3 separate regions of the Mus musculus genome follow, and regions 1 and 3 are each linked to region 2. The links are chromatin contacts, called in public HiChIP or PLAC-seq and promoter capture Hi-C maps. All regions are on one chromosome and are shown on one strand. The core of a region is the stretch at or near the end of the contact, and the rest is flanking DNA. Distances in the headings are between cores, read along the strand shown.

What was found. Promoter capture Hi-C pulls out the DNA fragments that hold promoters and counts their contacts. HiChIP or PLAC-seq counts read pairs in DNA pulled down with a chosen protein or histone mark.
Region 1: a contact with region 2 is called in an HNF4G HiChIP or PLAC-seq map of pancreatic cancer cells. The contact joins the promoter of Tnfsf9 here to the promoter of Safb2 in region 2. A contact is called at or near these places in 1 of 39 promoter capture datasets (liver) and 1 of 115 datasets of contacts at active chromatin or transcription factors (pancreatic cancer cells).
Region 3: a contact with region 2 is called in a promoter capture Hi-C map of second pharyngeal arch cranial neural crest. The contact joins the promoter of Chaf1a here to the promoter of Safb2 in region 2. A contact is called at or near these places in 8 of 39 promoter capture datasets (the C10 cell line, cranial neural crest, frontonasal cranial neural crest and 4 more), 3 of 484 Hi-C or Micro-C datasets (embryonic stem cells, erythroblasts and muscle stem cells), 8 of 115 datasets of contacts at active chromatin or transcription factors (cardiomyocytes, embryonic stem cells, extraembryonic endoderm stem cells and 3 more) and 1 of 9 other capture datasets (adipose tissue).

The regions. Positions count from the first base shown.
Region 1 is chr17:57,104,096-57,106,891 of GRCm38.p6, forward strand. It overlaps Tnfsf9 (tumor necrosis factor (ligand) superfamily, member 9), which reads left to right and starts at 1,290. Exons shown (of 3, transcript NM_009404.3): 1 at 1,290-1,765; 2 at 2,155-2,191. The coding sequence starts at 1,337. It overlaps Gm11110 (predicted gene 11110), which reads right to left and starts at 1,847. Exons shown (of 4, transcript NR_033508.1): 1 at 1,803-1,847.
Region 2 is chr17:56,583,315-56,586,126 of GRCm38.p6, forward strand. Safb2 (scaffold attachment factor B2) reads right to left here and starts at 1,271. Exons shown (of 21, transcript NM_001029979.3): 1 at 960-1,271. The coding sequence starts at 1,130. It overlaps Safb (scaffold attachment factor B), which reads left to right and starts at 1,668. Exons shown (of 21, transcript NM_001163300.1): 1 at 1,668-2,036. The coding sequence starts at 1,848.
Region 3 is chr17:56,038,854-56,041,790 of GRCm38.p6, forward strand. Chaf1a (chromatin assembly factor 1, subunit A (p150)) reads left to right here and starts at 1,563. Exons shown (of 14, transcript NM_013733.3): 1 at 1,563-1,698. The coding sequence starts at 1,659.

The DNA.
Region 1 (2,796 bases), core at 40-2,539, 520 kb after region 2:
ATGCCTGTCTGTGTCTGTATCCCAATATACTGGGGAGGGTCAGAAGTTCAGAGTCATCCTAGGCTGTCTAGTGAGTTGGAGGGCTGCAAGGCGAAGACCAGACCCTATGTAGAAACAAACAACTCCCCATTTTATAGCTTGTTGTTTCCTGCTGAGATAAATGGTCTGGTTATATCAGTACTTTTTTTTTTTTTAATTATGTTTACTGATGGTATGCATGTCGTGGTCAAAGGGCACTTTCAGGACAAATTTCTGGGTGTCAGTTCTTTCTTCCCACCATGTAGGTCCTGAGGACTGAACTCAGGCCACCAGGCTTGTGATTATACTATTACTGGCTGAGCCATCTCAGCAGATCTAACCAGATCAGAACATTGAGGAGTCTGTCTCCAAGGTTTGCCCAGAGCCAGTCATCTCTCAGTTCCTCTTTTGGGGGGTCTTCTCTGCGCCCCCCCCTTTTGCCTCTACCTCAGGCAAGAACAGTGAAAGAATGGGAAATTGGAAATGTGTCCGCTGCCTGGGGGAATTTCTCTATCTGGACTCTCCAGCCTTCTGTTTCTGGAGTCCTAAGAGACTACTAACAGGAAGCCCCAAGAAAGTGGGTGGGGACACACCAGGAAAGGCCCAGGGTAGAGATGGGGTCCTGGGGAGGAAGAGGCTGAGTGAGTGGGTGCCTAGCAGGTCTCTTTGATTCCGCTGGGGATGGGTGGGCAGTTTTGGATGTCCCTAGAGTCCTCGACAAAACAACAACAACAAAAAACAAAACAAAACAAAACAAAACAACAACAAAACCCCCTGCATTTAGGGCGTCCCAGGGATGGGGAGCTAGGGGTTGGAAGAAAAAGGGAGCAGGAGAGATCAGGAGAGAGACAGAAGTTTGAGAGACAGAAAAACAGGAATGAAAATCAGCAGCGGAGAAATAACCTACCAGTGGGGAACACAGAAAAAGAAGGGAGACAGAGCTGTGGATTCAGGAGAGGCCAGGGAGGGAATGGATTCCGATATCACATGGTTCCCATCATATAAAAAGCTCTTTAATGTGTCAGTGTTAAACCAAATCAAACACACACACACACACACACACACACACACACACACACACACACACAAAAAGGGAAGAAGGACGGGCGGGCACAGGGCCTGGACAGGGAAGGGGAAAGGGGCGAGAAGGGGGAGGGGAAGGGGGGAGGAGGAGAGAAAGTTCCGGGAGTCGAGGGGCGGAGCGCGGAGCCCGGGAACCCCGCGGCTGCCCTCCCTCCCTTCCCTCCCCGGAAAAGGCGCCTCGGTAGCCTATAAAGCACGGGCACTGGCGGGAGACGTGCACTGACCGACCGTGGTAATGGACCAGCACACACTTGATGTGGAGGATACCGCGGATGCCAGACATCCAGCAGGTACTTCGTGCCCCTCGGATGCGGCGCTCCTCAGAGATACCGGGCTCCTCGCGGACGCTGCGCTCCTCTCAGATACTGTGCGCCCCACAAATGCCGCGCTCCCCACGGATGCTGCCTACCCTGCGGTTAATGTTCGGGATCGCGAGGCCGCGTGGCCGCCTGCACTGAACTTCTGTTCCCGCCACCCAAAGCTCTATGGCCTAGTCGCTTTGGTTTTGCTGCTTCTGATCGCCGCCTGTGTTCCTATCTTCACCCGCACCGAGCCTCGGCCAGCGCTCACAATCACCACCTCGCCCAACCTGGGTACCCGAGAGAATAATGCAGACCAGGTCACCCCTGTTTCCCACATTGGCTGCCCCAACACTACACAACAGGTGAGGCTCATCTCATCCCTAGGGGACTCTTTCTTACCTTCTGGAAGCATCGCTGCACCGACAGGGAGAGAACAGCACTTCCTCCCCACCCCCGCCCCGCCCCGCCCCGCCCCGCCTCGCTCTGCTCCTGCTACTCCGCTTGAAGCACCCCCTCTCCATCTCGCACTCAGAGGAAATCCCTTTGCGTCTTGACCCCTTGAATGAACCTATGAAACCTGGGGGAGAACTCCCGAGGGTGCACCGCAGTTCCCTTCAGTCCCACTTAGGCCTTCAGGGCTCTCCTTCTCCATCCAAAGTTGGACGCCCCAATGTGTGCTGGGCCGTATGAGTTCCTATCTGCTTCTTTAGGATGTAAGGTACCATCTACCTTTATTTTTCTTTCTTCCCAGGGCTCTCCTGTGTTCGCCAAGCTACTGGCTAAAAACCGTGAGTGCCCCCTGATTTATTTCCAGCGGGTCCCGCAGGGAGGTTGAACAAGGGGACCTGTTCAACCTTCTAGTCATGTCCCTCTCCCTCACTTACTCAGCCTTTCTCACTTGCTGTCACAGCTCCAACTGTCATCCTTGGGACCCCATCCAGGTTTTCAGAGAATTGAGAATTCTCACCCCCAGCTGACTCTGGGAGATCTCCTTTTCTCTTTTCCTTCCTCTATCCCTCCCATGTAGCCCAGGCTTCCTCCAAATTCATTATGTAGCTGAGGCTGGCCGCCCTGCTGCCAACACCTCCAATGGGCTGGGATAAATGAATGCCTTTGGGCTTCAGGCACCCTATTGAGCCCGAGCCCTAGTCTCTCCCTGTCAAGTCTTAGTTGTCAAATTATTTGCCCTCAGAGATGACTCTCTTCCTGCACTCTCCATATCCCACCTCTCTCCCAGTTTTGTTCATCCCTCTCTTACTCCTCTGATTTCTCTCTCTTCTTTTCTCCTCTCCCCCTTCCCCTCTTGTGGCCCCTTTACTCAGCTCCTTCCAGGAGTCCATGTGCATCTCCGCTCTTAACACTCTAGACCCTCGCCCCTTTGCCTCGTTCTTAT
Region 2 (2,812 bases), core at 21-2,520:
TAGATGTAATCCCCAACCCAAGACAAAAAAATAGAATAAAATCCAAGTATTAACCCCAAATCAGGGTTGGTGACCGCTCATCTTGTGTGCTCTTTCATCAAACACAGGGATGATGGTAGGAAACCTGTCCTTGATTCAGGCAGGGCAAAGAGCTGAATGGGGCGCTCAAAAGGCCTCCCATAACAAAGCAAACCTTTAATTCCAGCATTTTGGAAGTGAAAAGGGGGGGCAGGAGACCAAGAGCTGAAGTCTAGTCTGGGTTTCACAGCAAGTCCAAGGCCACACTGGGCCACAGTAGCTCTCCAAAAAAAGTTTTGCGTGGGAGGGGAGGCGCTGATTTTTGATAAGGAAAAACAACATAGACCGAAGAAGAAAGCGCTGGCCAATTTTCCCTCAAAGTATTCTGGCGCCTTCTACTTGCAGCCAATCAGGAGTCCCTAACCCTCAAGGACCCTGTTCCACAGAGGCAAGCTTGTGTCAAGCGCTGAAGGGCAGTAGACAAGACTTCTTGTCTAGGGGGAGGAAAGTGACATCTTACGCTGACTCGAGATGACAACTAGGCTCCAAGACCAGGGAAGCGCGAGGGGACCGGACCTGGGAGCGAACATGGTCTGTGCAGAGACACTGGGCACCGCCAACAGTGGGGTTGACTGATAGATTCCCCAGAAGAGTAAAACTAGGGTGGCGGAAAAGACAGCTGCAGGTGCAAGGTCATCATGGAGACGTGCCCAGAGCCACCCGATTACTCAACAAGGCCCGGCTTCCTGCAAATCCCGGGGCAAGTGGGAGGCGAGACACAGAGAGGGGCAGCGACTAGTAAAGGTCACACAGCCTCGGCTGCTTCGGTAACTGACAGCACAGACCGAAGTCGGGGGGGGGGGCTCGGGGTGGGAAGGCCGGCCCGAGTCTGCGCGGGCAGTTACGTGCCCGGGTCCACGGCGCCACTCGGGTTCCCTCACCTTCCTCAGCCGCTCCATCAGCACGCTCTTGTTGCCTCCCGTATCCAGGTTCCGCTTTTTCAGCTCCGCCCTCAGGTCGATCACCCGCAGGTCGCTGAGCCGCCGCGTCCCACTCTCCGAGGCGCCCGGACCAAAGGCGGGGTCGCCCGACCCGGTCCCGGGTTCCGCCATCCTCGCTTCCGCGACTTCCCAACTCGCTCCGGAACCCCCTCCACTCGCTGGCACCAGCTGTGGCGGCTCGGAGGTAGTACAAAATGGCGCTGCCGAAGAGGAAAACGCACTCGCTTCCTCCCGCCTCCCTTTGCGGCTGCGCAGGCGCACAGCTCTGACGCACCTCCTAGGTCGCACGCCAAAGCAGTCTCGAGCCTCGCGGGTACAAGTGCACATGCGCAACCGGTCGTAAGCCCCCCCTCCCCCCCCCCCCCCCGGCCCCGTCGCCACCCTCTTTTTAATGCGCACGCGCACCGCCTCGCTACGCTCACTGACCCCCGTTTGCCTCTCGCAGCGTTGCCCGGCTGCGCACGCCACCGCTCTACGGCCAGCGCTCCGACAGTGATGCGCAGGCGCACGACCTGTAGCACGCATGCGTCTTGGTCCGCGGCCAAGCGCGAGCCGGCGAGGCGCGCCTACGTCGTCTCTGCCGCCGCGCACACTGCGCTTGGGTAAAGGCGTCTGAGAGCGTAGGGCTCGCGCCGGCGGCGCCTGCGCAGTGTCGAGGTGCGCCTCCGGGGAGGCTGAAGCGGTTCCCTCTCAGGCGGCGCCATTTTGTGGTAAGAGGGCCGAGATTCAAAAAAATAATAATAATAACAAATCAAAAAAAAAACACACTCACGCAAACCCACTGACCCGGTTCTGTGTGAAGTGGGCGACGGAACCAGGGTCCCTGGAATGGCGGAGACTCTGTCGGGTTTAGGAGACGCGAGTGCGGCGGGCGCGGCGGCCGTGAGCTCCGCGGCGTCAGAGACCGGGACGCGGCGGCTCAGCGACCTGCGGGTGATCGACCTGCGGGCGGAGCTGAAGAAGCGGAACCTCGACTCGAGCGGCAACAAGAGCGTGCTGATGGAGCGGCTGAAGAAGGTGAGGTTCGCGGGGGGGAACCCCATGGTCGCCATGGCGACACCCACCGCCGGGCCCGGAGTGGCCCGTTGGCCTTCGCGCTGGGCGCTAATACTGGGGCTCCGCGGGCGCCGGGTGCAAGGATTCGAATCTCGACGCCCCCAGCGATGCGACCAGAGGGAAATAACACCACGAACGGGTTCGGGGGATCGATGACACCGCGTTCCCTGTACTGCTTAGTCCCAACCCCAAAGGGGGATGAAGGGGACTCGGCCAAGGTCATCCAGTGGGGTCAGCTTGTGGCGGGATTCGATCCCAAGTCCCTTTTCGGCCCCCGAGGCAGAACAGGTGGTTTTTGTTTCTTTTCTTTTCTTTTAATCTGGGAAGACACAGTGACGTTGGGGGCAGGGGTGGTGGAGATGAAACATGAGAAACTCTCAGAGTTCGCAGACAGCCGGAGGATGTAGGTAGCCCAGGGAGACAAAAAACAAAAACAAAGCGGAAAAATAAATTGTTTCTAATTCTTTGCTAGAACTAAGCTAGGGGAAGATACGAGATGGAAGGAAAGAACGTTTTTTTCTGTTGATAAAGGTAAGTCAGATGTGAGTTCAAGGCCAACCTGGGCTGTAGAGGAGTTCCAAACCAACCTGAATATTAGAGTTCAGGGCTAGCTAAGCCTTTTTCAAAGTATAAAGTAGGTCCAAGAGCTACTCATTTGGTAGTGTGCTACTCATTTGGTATTGTGCTTACCTTGCATGCACAAAACCCTAAGTTTTATCCCAAATACTTCCTAAGGC
Region 3 (2,937 bases), core at 313-2,812, 540 kb before region 2:
TGGAGGCTGGCTTCAAACTTGGTACTTAGCTCACCGTGGCCTTTAACTCCTAATCTTTCTGCCTTCACCTCCCAAATACAGGGCTGACAGGTCCTTGACAGCAGGATTGGCTCCACGAGACCCACACAATTCAATCAAATTATATTCTTCAGCAAGTCAGAGATTTGATGAGGTCCGTGACACTAGAGCACTCCTTACCTTCACTGAGCCCATGGCCCAAAAGCAATTCATACAACTAATTCATTAGCTAAATAACCCACTTACTAGCCACAGCTTCAAGAAAACTGTTGCAGGCATTCGAGCTGTTTGCAGATAAAGAAAGGTTTCTTCCTCCACCTAACAACAGCAGCAACAACAACAAGAAAAGATTTAGAAACTAGTGATTGGGTTCCAGATCAGCAAGGCTACATAGTGAGATTCTGTCTTAAAATTAAAAACAAAAACAAAAGACAGAGGCAATTATTCTTTTGTTGTTGTTGTTGTTTTTGAGACAGGGTTTCTCTGTATAGCCCAGGCTGTCCTGGAACTCACTCTGCAGACCAGGCTGGCCTCAAACTCAGAAATCCACCTGCCTCTGCCTCCAGAGTGCTGGGATTAAAGGCCGGCTGAAAAACATTTTTTTATACATCGTATCACTGGCTGTCTTGGATCTTGCTATGTAGATCAGGTTGTCCTCGAACTCAGAGATCCACCTGCTTGTAAATCCCAAGTACTAGGATTAAAAGCATGAAGCACCAGACTCAATTTTTTTCATTTAATATTCTTCAAAGTAATTTACACGAAAAGAAGGAATATATGGTTGAAAAGATTTATAATTTTACAATAGAAAAACATTCCTAATTTTAAAATAAAGCAAATTGTTAATTTATTAAAAAGTGGTTCATCATTTCAAAAATGAAATGCCCAGCTGTAACATTTTTAGAAAGAGTTTATATCCGGGCAATGGTGGCACACGCCTTTAATCCCAGCACTTGGGAGACAGAGGTAGGCAGATTTCTGAGTTCAAGGCCAGCCTGGTCTACAGAGTGAGTTCCAGGACAGCCAGGGCTACAAAGAGAAACCCTGTCTCGAAAAAAAATTATAGTTAAAAGAGAAATTAATGCAAGAAATAAAATTAAAGGAAGTAATTCTCTAATTACAATGGCTACTTTCAACCCGTCACTATTATACCTTAATTCCCATTACTCTTCCAATGGGTAATTTCAAGTTGTCACTACTAATCTAAACGTACCCTTCCCACCTCCTGGAACGCATATAGCCAATAAAAGGGGTGTGGGGGGTGTGCAAACGCTGATATTTTAGATTGACATTTCTTAGGATCAATAGAAATGCAGATCTTCCCAGCAGCTCCTGAACCGCCGGAAAGGAGCCTTCATCCGCCTCCCGCGGGATTTTCTAGCACATAAACCGAAGTTCTCGCGAGGACGTACTGAGTGCACCTCTTTTTCCGGAGGCTGAGGTGTCACGTGACGCAAGCTCCTCCAATCGGCGCGCGGGCCGCGGTGGTTGCCGCGGTTCCCGCCAAATACGAGCGCGGCGGCCGCGGCGGCAGCAGAAGTGACACCGGTGGGAGGCGGAGTGTGCAGCCTGGCCGCCCGACTGAAGCCTGAGCCGCCGCCGCCGCCGCCGCCGCCGCCGCCGCCGCCGCCGTCGCGGAGATGTTGGAGGAGCCGGAGGCCGCGACGCGGACAGCCGCGGGTGGGTGAAACTGCCTAAAGGAGCGGATCCAAGCCTAAGTGGCCTCGGGGCGGAGACCAGGAGAAGGGAGGGCTCTTAGGAAACTGAGGCCTCGGGGAGGGGGAAGAGTCAGCTTCGCAAGCTCCCGAAGGCATCTTGTGTCGCCTAAATAGCTGGAGTAAATGGGGAAACCGAGGCCCCGAGTTGGATTTGATGGATCCTGAGTGCTTGTGTCCTCTTGAAATCAATTGGATCTTGTAGCAGCAAGTGGAGAAACTGAGGGCAAGGAGAAGAAAAGTCAGTCGTACAAGTTATTAAGTGCGTTTGTGAATTCCAGAGCAGTTCGGACCTTTGCAATGGGCGGGGAAATTGAGGCCCGTGCTCACTTGAGCTCTGGACACCAGAGTAGCAGCAACTCTGCGGGGCAGGGCTAGTCCAGGAAGGTCGGTTTGGGTGGTTAAAGCATAGCCAGGAACCCTTTCTGGGTCCCGAAAAGGGGCCCTTTGTGAGTGTGGTATGGACCAGTCGGGTACGTGTTAGGAGTCTTTGTAGCATGCGGTAGGCTTCCCGAAATGTGGGGTGCCTATTCCCCGCTAAATTGTATCCCCAGTGTGTGTTGAACGATTGAGGGGCTGGAAAAGACGAGGTCGGTCCTGATAGACTAAGATTTCTCCAATTGAGCACCACTGACTAGACAGCCCTTCTGGGTACATTACACTAGTCTGCAAGCTCGGAGATGAGGGGAATTGGGGATGGCCAATTTCAGGATGGAGAGCCGCATCCTCAATCTCCATCCACTTCTGGGATAACTCTGGCCCCTTTTACAGTTCTGATCATCAAAGATACACACACACACACACACACACACACACACACACACACACACACACACCCTTCACAGCCTGGTATTCCAGGAAGGCTGGAGCTGTTGTTCTGACTGGCTTGAGAATTTTATGTGGGCATTAATAGTCGTACAATTCCTGGACTCTCATGGAGCATTGTTTTTATTTAACCAAGGTGGAACGTTTAAAACCGACACTATTGCTCTGGCAATAAAGACCAGTTTGGTGTAGCAGTTCATACCTGCAGTTCAGCATCCTAGAAGCTGAGGCAGGAGGATGATGAATTTCAGGTTGATCTGGCCTCTGACCACCTGAATTGTATCCTGGGAAGAAGAGAATCAATTCCACAAGCCTGTATCCAATAAATTAATTAAAGTGGAATAAAACTTTTAAAGAAAAAAGTGTCCTTCGGGGGGGG